Linked DNA regions of Zea mays: regions 1, 2 and 4 are each linked to region 3. Evidence: chromatin contacts called from public Hi-C data. All regions are on one chromosome and are shown on one strand. The core of a region is the stretch at or near the end of the contact, and the rest is flanking DNA. Distances in the headings are between cores, read along the strand shown. Region 1 holds the start of LOC103634916 (NAC domain-containing protein 75). Region 2 holds the start of LOC100192922. Region 3 holds the start of LOC100192575 (iron ion binding protein). Region 4 holds the start of LOC100147733.

Region 1 (2,983 bases), core at 470-2,969, 150 kb before region 3:
GCAGGCGCGCAGCCACTGACTCCGATCGCTGCCGGAAGTACAGTGAGATGCACAATCGCCCCGCAGCCCCGGGGCGCCGAGCAGGTGAGTTGTTTGGTAGATTGCCGATCAGTGATTTTGTAGCCTTGCTTTTCCGCATCCACTCTCAGCATAGCGACTTCCTGGCAGATCAGAAAGTTTCTGCAACTTGTTAAGTATCTCGTTAATTTTCGCTGCATTTCCTTGCGTGTTTGGCTCGCGTGTTCTATCATCGGAGTAGACTGCTCCCAATTCCATCACAGAAAAGCGGGGGAATTCCTCCCGCGGGTTTGCACTCAGCGAGTGCGAAACTGCCAATAAGTGATGGCGGGAAGTACGCTAGGCATGCGCATAGCTTCGGTCACCTGCTCGATGAAATGCCGGTGTCAGTTCATAAATAGCAGTTGTTGCAGCTGGCCTGCCCCCTCCCCCTCCCCTGAAGATTTGCTCGCACAAGGCTGTCAGATGGTCCATTGTGCCTTTGTCGGGCTGTTCCTCTATGCGTTGGGCATAAGCATGGTGGTGTGGCCGTGTGGGCCAAGCTGCCGTGGGCAAATCGGGATTTGGGGGCAGAGTTTGGTGCATGAGTAGGGTTGGTTGGTACATGCAGGTGATCGGTCGCTGTGAGCGTAGGTGGTACAGGTCGTTGGTTGTTTGGATCGTACTTTGTGAGCAGTTAGTGCTGTTGATCGGATCACGACCTCGTACCTGGTAGAAGGCACAGATCAGGCGTGCAAACTGTACGAGGCCTCGTGCGTGGTAGTCGTCTGTAGCTGAAGGCAGGTATGATTTTTTTTTTTACTGAACTTACAATTCAGTGTTTGTCATTGCATAAGCGGTAGCTGGTAGCGAAAGGTTGCTAGTTAGCTAGTCTCCTGGTGTTAGTTTCATTAGAGAGGCAACGCAAATCACCTTTGCCAATGGTCGATTGGTTACTCCAAAGTGCAAACACATCTTATATCACTTGTTAGTTAAGGCGCATCGTAAATCTGACAAAATGGCACCCAGTTCTGCCACCTGCTGATGATGAGCATGTGTGGAGCGCGAAACAGATAGTGCTGTTTGTTCCACTCTGAGCTTTTATGAACTGCTTGCTCTTTTGCTAACAGCATTGGAAGCCGATGAGCAGTAGTGATGTTCATTTAGCTAGCTAGCTGTTAGCTATTTTAGTTCCTTCAACAAACCTTTCCTGCGCCCCTGTCTGTTCTGTCGACAGCACATTAACATAAGAAACCCAGCTGAGCACGCCCAATGGCAGGAAACAAGAAGAAGCTAATGGCTCGATCAGGCCTTTTTCATACCCCCACAATTTTAGAACTCGGGTTCACAGTATTCTGAAGTACGTAGCTGATACATAAGCCTGGAAAACAGCACAGCCAGTGGGATGCAATCGTTTGTGACACTGCCAGGCAGAAATATATGGGAGGCATCAGTAAAGCGCGCCTCTCAATGCATTCCTCTCATGCATGTATGTGATGTAATGTTGCTTCTTCCCATAATGCCGCAGCTTGTTCCAGTTTGATGATCTAATGATTGTTGCTACCCCCTTTTAGGTATACGTACGTACACTTAAAATAAGGGGGTGTTTGGTTTTAGGGACTAATCTTTAGTCCCTTCAATTTTATTCTATTTTAGTTCCTAAATTATTAAATATGGAAACTAAAATAAAGTTTTAGTTTCTGTATTTGGTAATTTAGGTACTAAAATGGTATAAAATAGAGGGACTAAAAATTAGTCCCTCTAAACCAAACACCCCCTAAGCATCGAAGGGAAGGAAGAAGCATGTGCTTGTTGAAGCCCGTGCCCTGATGATGATGATGTCGAGAGAAGTCCTCATGGCGCGCATGGGAGGGGGGATGACCTGTGCTGTCTGCCCAAGTCCCGAGCACGACCGGCCCTAGCAGCAGGTGCGAATAGCCGCACGCACGCACGCATGGTGTTCATCATACTATATCCGCTGTCGTTTTCGCGTGGCACGCAGGCTAGCCGGCCGGTGCGATCAACTGTAAAAACCGCGACGCGCCAACGCTCTCGGCTCCTGGAGCTGATCGGCCGTTCTCGTCTTCCTCTCGCCCAGGTAGCACATCTGTTGTCACGGAATGTGTCGAGAGGTCGATGTAACCCGGGCCTGTTTGACTGATCTTGGCAGGTCGCGCCGCGCAAAGGGAGCTGCGACCGATGGACCGTTGAACAACGCGTCTGCTCTGCTACATATACATTGATTCAGCTGAACGGTCGTGTTTCAGAGAGAGATGACGGCTAAGAGCCTAAGCTACAGGTCAGTCATATGCACTACATATACGGTTTCTTTAAATAAAATCCGTTTTATCTTTTTAGTTGATTCATACAATACTTAATATTCATTATTATATATTTGAACATAGACATAAAATATAAGAGCTAAAACAACTAATATTTTAGAATAGAAGGAGTACACAAACCAACATGAGTTAAAGTTGTTAGAGGAAAGCGCTTTATTCATAGAGACCACGGTTCTGGGGTCTGTTGCTTTCAGTAAATTAAAGCCAGAAAAACAACACACATATATGCTACTACGGTTTACTCATGGCATTATTGATTAGGATACGTATTTGCTGCGACCTGAGCATCAGCGATTGCGCGCCCACCAAGCAAATGGGATGCCAATTATTGCGTGGGTGGCGACGGATCCGTCGGTTGGCCAGAAGCGCGACTCCAAGTGTATGCCGGTAGCGCAACAGACCTCTCGACCGACCTGCTGGCATACGTACGTGCCTAGTCAAACGTGAGCCCTTGCTGATTAGTCTGAACATTTATGAGCCCAGGCCCAGCCCGAATGCGCGAACGAGGTGGCACACTGGCACTGCTTGCTGCATCACTGTTGTGTGTGGGTCTTGGGAGTCTTGACTCCCTGAGTCCTGACAGACGACAACGAGAGAGGGCGCATCAAGTTAACACAACCAAGATGACATGACACACGGCGACG
Region 2 (3,248 bases), core at 544-3,043, 170 kb after region 3:
CCGGCGTCGGACCCTCATCTTCTTGCTGTCGTAGATGAGGCGTTTGGGGACTGGTTACTGAATATTGATTACATATTTGTTCTTTATTATTACTAGTGTGTGTCAGTGTGTGTAGTGACTCAGTTGCTCACGGTCATGTGAGGCTTATTAGTCGCTTAGCTTCTGATGATCCATTGTTAAAAGAAAGATTCCAGTCCATGCCTAACAGTTTCAGGCAGTGGTAGAACGGAGGCTGGATCTTGCCTGCCACTGCCACCAACCACTACTGAACCACAACGCTTCATGAGCGGCAGTGGGCCGTGGCATCCTCGGCGAATCTCAGCCGCAGCTGTATCATATCGATCCTCGCCTCTCGCCGGCAGCCGGCCGGGAGCTCACGGCGGGGCAGACGGGTCCGGTCTGCTATGGCTCCGGTCACTGGTCAGGCGCGCTGCCCAGCGCATCCTCCTCGCCCTCGCCCTCGGCTGCCGCAACCGGCCGTCGCTGCCGGAGTCGCCGCCACTTCCTCCAGCTGCTGCGGATGTAACGTCACTGAACTCCAACTCGTAGCCTCCTCTCTCTCTCTGCTCCTCCTCCTCGAGTGTTCGTAACGGGGTGGCGTACGTACGAGTGGATAAGGTTTTAGATATGATTACTGCCCCCGGTTCGTGTATCGTGTCCTCGTCTTCCAGCAATGGCTGGGGGTGTGGTTTTAGCGGACCTCATCATAATCTGAACCGACGCAAATTTGCAAGTAAGAAACCAATGCGAATTTGTGTTTCTTTGTCGTTTTAAGCCATTTTAAGGCTCAGTTCGATGGCTCAGGTGCATGTGGCGTGACGAGATTATCCACAAATGTTTTCTCTAAATTCTTTCTCTATATTATTTTTTTCACATTAATAATATTTCTTCTTCTATTTTTTTATCTCCAGTAATGATTCCTCCTATATTCTTCTCATATACCCACTACAACCATAAAATATTATCTTCCATACCTATTTATTATATACAACTATTTTTCCACTATAAAAAAATAACACGGTGCACGAACTTCGAGGGTAAGTGGGCTGGCTCCAAGCCGCCAGATTTGGTGGAATCCTTTGTTGCGTTAGGCTAATCACAGTGAAGATTTCATGTCTCTATTTTTAAAAATAACACATCAGTTTTATGGATAAATGAAACATCTTTTCTCAATAGAAAGTTTCATCTTACTATTTCATATGTCAACATACTTCTTAAATGCTGCATATAAATAACCAATAGGATTTACTCAATTATATGAAGATGAAACAAAACACTCTCAGTGAAGGTTTCACACAGTTTTCAAGACCTTGGAAACGAGTTAACATGGTTTCATCCCCATAAAACTCTATGAAACTCTTCCTTCTTAAATGATGTGACATGTTATTAAAATAGCTGATTATAGCAGACTAATTAATACATGAAACACTTCATAAAACATCTATTGTGATTAGCCTTATTACTCTAGCCGATAGGGGAGGCTGAAGAGTCACGCTAAACACCTACACTGTAAGAAGACGCGAAGAGGCACGCTAAACACCGGTGCAAGGAGAGGCTGCGCCGTGCGCTGCAGGCAGTCTGAGTCCACAAGTCATGGTACACGTACACGTGATGAGTCCCCACGTGTGCCCTTTGCAATCACCGCTGGCGCCTGACGTGGCGCCAGAAGCTGTCGCCCCTGGAAGCTTTGAGTGGATTTGTTTTTTTTCCACCGATCCCGATTCGGATCCGATTCCGCGGCAGGCGGCATTCCCAGCCTCCCAAACCCATTTCCCTCTCCGATCAAATCAAATCAAACTCAAACCGACACGGGACCCACGCCGCATCTCCGCCTCCGCAGATCGCCGCCGCCTACACGCGCCCCTCCGCGCGCCGATGGCCGCCGCGGACCCGCCGCCGCGCGGGGAGGCCGCGCCCGCGCTGAAGCGGAGCGCCAGCATCGACCGGATACCGGCGGACGCGCGCCGCATCCTGCACCGCCTCGCCGGGGACCTCTGGGGCGGCGACGTGGACCCCGGCGCGCTGGCCGTGTCCCAGCTCAGGGGCGCCATGACCAACGAGGTCTTCCGGATCACCTGGCCCGGCGGCGAGGCCGAGGGCAACGGCCCGCGCAAGGTGCTCGTGCGCATCTACGGCCGGGGCGTCGAGGTCTTCTTCGACCGCGCCGACGAGGTCCGCACCTTCGAGTGCATGTCGCGCCACGGCCAGGGGCCCCGCCTCCTGGGCCGCTTCGCCAACGGCCGCGTCGAGGAGTTCATCAACGCCAGGGTACACTACGCCTCTACCACCCTAAATGCGTGATGTGTCTGCTCGGATCCGTTCCGCGGTTGTTTCTTGTCATGGCTCACTCGCGCGTTGCTCGCGTCCTGGCCTTGCCAGACCCTCTCCGCCGCGGATCTGCGCGACCCGGAGATGTCCGCGCTGATTGCCAGGAAGCTGCGCGAGTTTCACGATCTCGACATGCCTGGACCTAGGGACGTGTCATTGTGGCAGAGGCTCAAGTATGCCATTGTTTCTTTTCTTTTTTTATTTTTGTGGGAAATGTGCTTGAATTCTGATCCCAATCTGATTGCTTGGTGTTGTATGAATCAGGCGGTGGCTTGGGGAGGCTCGTGACAGGTGTTCTGAGGAAGAGTCTAACCAATTTCAGCTGAATAAACTAGGTGATGAGATTTCAGTGCTGGAGAAGACGCTCTCGGGGCTCCAACAGTCAGTAGGATTCTGCCATAACGATCTGCAGTATGGAAATATTATGATATATGAAGAGACCAGACAAGTCACCTTGATAGTAAGTTTTATAAAATGAGAATCTATTCTCATTTTTCACTTAAAACCTATTCCGGCGCCTATCTGCATAATTCTGGGTAAAATTTACAGGATTACAATTTTCCTGTATGTTATCATGAAATTTTAGGAATGGGGACACATATAAGTAAAACAGAAAAAAAATCTAGGTTTGCTGAGCAATGCTAGCAATAAGGAACAACTTGACAGACCTGCGAGGAGTTCTTGTTCTACCAAATCTTAGACCATGTTATTCCTGTAACTTAATGCCGCCTTGTTGATCTTTTATTCTCTGCAGGACTATGAATATGCGAGTTTTAACCCAGTCGCATTCGACATTGCTAATCACTTCTGTGAGATGGCTGCTGATTACCATACATCAACACCACATGTGTTGGATTTTACGAAATATCCTGGTTAGCTTCACTTATCACAATTTGCGTTGATAGATATCTTGCTATTGA
Region 3 (3,150 bases), core at 55-2,554:
ACTCTTGGCTTATCCCATGATCCACAACATAGAAGAAGCCTGAATCCAGGCATGCCTACCAAATAAAAACATTGTTTTCAGGAAGAAGAGTATGATACAGAGCTTTTTTACGAACAGAGCCAACAAAGATTTGAGCTGTCAAACATGGAAACTTCAATATCATGCACACTAGATTTTTAGTGGTTCAAGACTAAATTATAGACAGTCAAGAGGCAACAAACTGAATGAAGTGTGGCTCGGGAAACAACTATCAGAAAATCTAGAAAAGAAACAAGCAGATGCATGCCATACATCACTGCCTTACTATATACCAATTCCAAAATAACATGCAAAAACCGAAAAATGGTAACATGCATTTACATGGATTGTGCCATAGAGGCAAGATGTACTTTTGGCATAATCAAGGAAATAAAAATGTACACTAAGACAAATAAATTATCCAAGTTGATAAGGATCCACCTAATAAAGAGAACCAATTATACCCAAATATTTTCGGGGGCAAAGTTGCTGCCTTTTCTGCTGACGAACCTAACAATAGAGATCTAAAGAAATTGCAAGATGGCAGGTTAGCAGGTCACACTCGTCAGCACAATATAAACGAACCTTTAGTTTCCAAAGGGATGAGATTTGAAGGTACAATTAACTAATTAAGTAATATACTAGATGAAAGCAACAGGTGAGCGATGGTAGTGCAACTAGTGTAATATATTGGAGATTTGGACAAGAGTGAAATACATGTTCTTGTGGAGCATGTGCACTGATAGTAAACCAATTCTATTAACCTGCCTTACGACTAGCGAAATAAATAAATAAATAAATAACAGACATAAGAACAATCAGGCTCCTACCCTCCTACCTTATGAAAAGAAACAAGATTCCCGAGAAAGGAAGTTCCAAGCCCTCTGCTATTCAGACAATCAGACACTTGTGTCGACCAAACTTGCGGAAATCAAGAAAGAACCGCGGACCTGCTTGAGGAGCGCCACTGATTTCTGGACGTTCGGGTCCGCCAGGCTGATGCAATTCAGGTTAGTCCTCGAGATCGGGCTCTCCATGCTCTGTGCGCTTCTGTTTCCCTCCGAGGCTCTGATCTCTCTTGGATTTACCGCTCTTCTATTGCTCCCGCCGCCGGCGCCGCCTACCCTTCTCTCTGGTAGCCGCCTACGCTCAGGCTCAGGCAGAGCAGGAGTTGCCGGATTGGAATGGTCTGGCGAGACAATTTATAGGGTGGACGAGTCTGGAGACGAAGGTTGGTCGAAAAAGGTTGCAAAAGGGAAAAAGGTTAAAGCCAAGACGAGAAGTCCGATAGCGCATTGGCACAGGGACCCAATCTCTTGGTGGCCACCAGGTGCCTGGGTCTTTGGACCAAGAAAAACAAATCACTTCGTTGTATTCTACTGGCATTTCCTACTCCATTTGGGTCTGAAAGTAACATTAAATTAGGAACAAAAATAGGCATTAGATTCCATAAGTTGAAAATAAATATTAACGGTTAAACTTAGATCAGATTAGTGATATTTGTCGTAAAAAAGTAAAGTAAAAATGACATGCCTGTGATTTAACATTTTAGGAATTTCTACCTTTGCTTAACACTTTATTTATGCTTTAGCTTTACTTGCCGATAGAATATCCCCAACTCAACAATGGGCGGGTCATATTGCACGCAACCAAATTTTCTATCTTTTTTTTTGCGGGTGGTGAATATGAATGCTCATGCAAAATAATTATTTATGCATTTTTATCTGAGGGAATCAAATCTAGTCAGCTATATTCGACGGGCCACTCACATCTCAGAGCAGCCAATTTTTCTTAAAATTCTGTTCCCCAAAAAAGACCGGTAGGGAAGATGGTTGTTTAGTTTTTCTCGTGTCACTTGTATAATCTAAGGGAATATATTTTGTGCATATGGTACATATGGTACATACATTAAATTATAATTGTCCATATCCGTATATTTTAAAAAGAAAACCCTCCACCATTATCCACCATCACTTCTATCATGTTTGTAGAGTATTTTTTGCAAAGTATATAGGACAACAAGGACGTTAAATCTAACATAGACAATCATGGTTTAATATGTGCACTAGATATATTTTCCATAATATAAAGTGTCTTCTTTTTTATACAGTTGATTTTTTATTTAGGGTGATAAAATCATTGTTAGATTAGATAGCCATTTAGCGTATTTAGGTCTCATTGGGCAACAATCTCCTTGCTCCACTCCACGAGATAAGCCATGAAGTGCTATCAAGCGATGTCACTCCACTGCTCTTGGTGATGTGCACTGTGCGGTCTAGGGTAGAGAGCAGGAAAAACTTGCTTCACTCTCACTTTGCTCCTCAATGTCTTCCTCCCGCCGTCATTTTTGTCTCTCACAATGCCTCACCTGCCTCCTGTGATGCTCTCCCATATCTATCATTATTCTTCTATGATATATTTGACATTGGCTCATTGTCGAGACCAATCCTATGTTGTTAATATCTATATCGTCATTATCGATCGAGCTTGATGAGATCCAACACATCGTCATCAAGCTTGCTAAGATTGCGCATCGTCATGTATCCTCTTCTTCTACCAGCAGGTTCAAAGGTATACAAACGACATCGCTTTGGGTCTTAGGAGGAGCGAGGATGAGAAGTGGCCCCTAGAGATGCTACCCGGTGGGTGTAGGATCTAGGACACCGGCTAAAGGGGGGTGAATAGACGGTTTTGACTAAAATAAAAAACATTAGGAAAATTTAATCAATATAACAAGAGGTATAAATTCTCTAGTGATAACCTATCACAAGTAAACAATCTATGAGAATCAACTAGTGAGATTGAAAACTTGAAGAACAATGTGCAAAATAGTAATCACTTGCACGGCAATAAGTAATGCAAGAAAGTAAAGACAATGAATTTTATCCCGTGGTATCGGTGATTTGCCGATCACCCCTAATCCACGTTGAGGTGGACTTCAAGCTCTCACTTGCTCCTCTATCAAGACACGGCTTGATCTTTGAGCCAAGTGGACAAGAAATCACTCAATACCTCGATTCCACTAATGTCACCTTTGCCCCTCCGGCGATGTAGGCGCGAACCCCTCACAATCAACACCGCGGCTTCTCCACAATATTCTTGGAGAGCTCGACGGAGACAATCACCCGAGCC
Region 4 (3,046 bases), core at 301-2,800, 130 kb after region 3:
TTAGTAAGACATTCACATTTGAATCTGACATACTTGCCTCGAAACCAAGAAACTTTCAGTAGGACACAAGTTCTCCTAAGTGTACAGTTAACTTCTTCAATCAACCCCCACAGAGGGGGGGTCTGCATCCCCAACGTGAATGAGTATCATATCAACCAAACTCAAACATAGTTGCTTGAAAACCTCTGCATTAAAAAAATATGTCATAAGAAGAATAGGGGCAATTGAGTAATACTGAGAAGTGAGGATTAGTATTTAAGAACGAAGAAACTAAACAGCAAATACAGTAACTAACAAAAGAAATGAAAAGTAGCTAAAAAAAGTGTGCAATCTGCTAATAGACCTTTCAGAAAAAGTAAACAATAAATGCATGATCAAATAAAAGTATTACCAAAATAGGGGACGAGAACCTTTCACTTATCTTTTTAAGGCAGTAATTTTCACTTAACAACAAATATAGGCATTAATTTTTTAAGGCAGTACTTGTCTGATATTTCAGCGCCAGAATCCAAAATGGACACTTAAAACTAGTAAACTACATTCCTGGATCACATAAATGAAGAATCAATTTGGTAAAAGAGCATGTTGAAATAATCAAGGTGACGGGTTTTTTCAAAACCGTCGGAAAAGGGGAAGGCGGTTTGGGAATCAGCTATTTACCCTTTTAGAAAGTTCATACAGGTTCAGCAATTTCGAGGACTCAACTTATCACCTAATTTCCTGTAGTAATGAACAATTCGTAGGGATGGGATGGCTGAAATGGAAGTTCAAGGTAAGATCTTTCTATTTTGGATCAATAATCTTGTATGCTCAACTTGTGTGTTTGTAGTACAAGTTAAGGTCAGTAAATGTCTGCTACAGTTCCTCGTTAGAAAAAAATACAATCAGACAAACAATATAACCAAAGCAGACATGTTAAATTAAAGGACTAACAGCCTTTACTACACACAATTCCAAGTGATTATGCCCACCCCTATATAACTTCTCCACAACCGTAGGTACGCGTACGTATCCTCCACAGTTTTTTGGGGACATAATTCTGTGACACCGCCGTAAATGGCGAGGCCCAGCCCAAATCCACACTATTTGCAATCAAGGAGCTAAGACGGTAGTAGCCGAAACTAAAAACCCACAGAGATTTTTAGTCAAGTGCATCCCCGACCCATCGATCCGTCGAGGCTAGCCAAAACAGTCAATTAAATCAGCTCAACCCCGCCGCCAAAGTTTAAACTCTTCGTCGTTCAATCCTCCGCGTCTCCAGTAAATCTATCACCAGAACCTGCTCCTAAAAATACCTACGAATCCAGCCGAGCAGTTGGCGCCAGTAGCCGCGAACAGACAGCCGTAAATCATCAACGGGCGAAACCCGCACAGAAAAAACGAGATCCGCACAGGGGAAAAAATCAGGAGCGCTACCTCGACGGAACGCGCTCTAATTCGAGGCTCTCCACGGGCAGCCGGCGGCGTCGGCGCGCAGATTTCGGAGCGGGCGGTGGGCGAAGCGGAGGGGAAGAGAGAGAAATGGCGAGGAGCGAGGAGAGGCGAGAAAAAGATTTTTTCCGCGATGCAGGGCGTGGTGGTGGTGCGGCCGCGTTATTTCACCCGCGCGCTACAGGTGGAGGCCCCACGCGGATGGCTGCAGTCACCGACAGGTGGACGCGGGCTATGCACGGGCCCACGCGTCGGCGAGCGGCCGCGGGTGCGGGGGAGGGAGATACCTGTTCGGTGGGCTGGGGTTGTGGGCTGGGGTGGGGAGATCGCCTCCTGGCGCTGCTGACATGGCCTTGATATTTTCGGAGGGGGCGGGCATGGCATGGGTGCATGACCCTCTCCATGCCATGCGTCCACCATCCGCATGCCGCACTCAAAATGTGATTTGCACCTCAGTTTGAGAGTTTAGTATGTTTTAATAGCCCGTGTCCGGTGCTGCTTTTTTCGGTGCTTCAATTGAACACCGATCCTTGTCAAAAACAAAGTCAGCACTGACGGCGACGGGTGTTTTTGGACTTGTGATTTGGTGGACGCGCGCATAGATAGTTTAGTGATTTTCGTAACAGATACTATCCGACTATTATATTAGTAGGTGATGTCAGTGCGTTGCAACGGAAATATATAATAATACGATAATTTATATATAAAATATGTGTTATACCGTTATAGAAAAGGTTTCATAATATATTTGTGATCCTAGTCGTACATAAATCTTGTTATTTTAATCTAGTCATTTCACCACTACATTGCAATCATCAGTATCATGCAGACTTTGATATATGTCACGGTCTCATCATTGAACAACACGTCTCATACCTACCGTAAGAAGTTCCTTCTACATTGGCAGTCATCAAGCACGCACCACCATACGCGCTTGTTTAAACAAAAAAGGCAAGTATGTGTTTGCGAAGAGAATTAAGGCAAGACGGCATAAAAGCTACTCCGACGGTGGCAAGGATGATAAGCTGGTCATTGTTGTCGGTCCTACTATGCGTCACCTCCGGTGCCGAGATGATGCCATAGTTCTTTATACAGTAGTCGTCGAACGCACGCGACATGGCGAGTACCAATTACTCTTCATTGAGCTGTCAGACGAAGTGCACCCCGGGCTCATCAGCAAGGTAGTACACATAGTCGTTGCACCATCGGATGCGCTACTCCTCTACATACATCATGTTCGAGAACACTTACAACGTCAGCAACGGTCGTCGTCCCAGTGCACAAGTGTCGGGGACCATAATTAGGGGTACCCTCAAGACGCCTAATTCTCAGCTGGTAACCCCCATCAGCATAAAGCTGCAGAGGCCTGATGGGTACGATTAAGTCAGGGATCAGTCCATGCGAGTGACTCGATCACGCTTCACCCGAGCCTAGCCTCGGACTCGGGCAGCCGACCTCGAGGGACTTCCGTCTCGCCCGAGGCCCCCCTTTTTACGGCGGACACATCTCCGGCTCGCCCGAGGCCTTGGCTTCGCTAAGAAGCAACCCAGACTAAATCGTCGCACCGACTGACCGAGTTGCAGGGGCATTTAATGCAAAGGTGGCCTGACACCCC

Evidence for each region. Hi-C and Micro-C count contacts between places; a contact is called where the count stands out from the background.
Region 1: a Hi-C map of endosperm shows a contact between it and region 3, with 2.8 times the contacts expected there. The contact joins the promoter of LOC103634916 here to the promoter of LOC100192575 in region 3. A contact is called at or near these places in 4 of 25 Hi-C or Micro-C datasets (bundle sheath, ear, endosperm and 1 more).
Region 2: a Hi-C map of bundle sheath shows a contact between it and region 3, with 3 times the contacts expected there. The contact joins the promoter of LOC100192922 here to the promoter of LOC100192575 in region 3. A contact is called at or near these places in 5 of 25 Hi-C or Micro-C datasets (bundle sheath, ear, endosperm and 2 more).
Region 4: a contact with region 3 is called in a Hi-C map of endosperm, with 2.4 times the contacts expected there. The contact joins the promoter of LOC100147733 here to the promoter of LOC100192575 in region 3. A contact is called at or near these places in 10 of 25 Hi-C or Micro-C datasets (ear, endosperm, leaf and 4 more).

Annotation. Positions count from the first base shown.
Region 1 is chr8:21,418,458-21,421,440 of Zm-B73-REFERENCE-NAM-5.0, forward strand. It overlaps LOC103634916 (NAC domain-containing protein 75), which reads left to right and starts at 1,720. Exons shown (of 9, transcript XM_020542516.3): 1 at 1,720-1,925; 2 at 2,000-2,095; 3 at 2,168-2,296.
Region 2 is chr8:21,742,584-21,745,831 of Zm-B73-REFERENCE-NAM-5.0, forward strand. It overlaps LOC100192922, which reads left to right and starts at 1,794. Exons shown (of 7, transcript NM_001138106.1): 1 at 1,794-2,268; 2 at 2,380-2,501; 3 at 2,593-2,788; 4 at 3,083-3,200. The coding sequence starts at 1,876.
Region 3 is chr8:21,572,594-21,575,743 of Zm-B73-REFERENCE-NAM-5.0, forward strand. It overlaps LOC100192575 (iron ion binding protein), which reads right to left and starts at 1,305. Exons shown (of 11, transcript NM_001137790.1): 1 at 969-1,305; 2 at 1-55. The coding sequence starts at 1,055.
Region 4 is chr8:21,701,795-21,704,840 of Zm-B73-REFERENCE-NAM-5.0, forward strand. It overlaps LOC100147733, which reads right to left and starts at 1,551. Exons shown (of 16, transcript NM_001301657.1): 1 at 1,417-1,551; 2 at 1-185.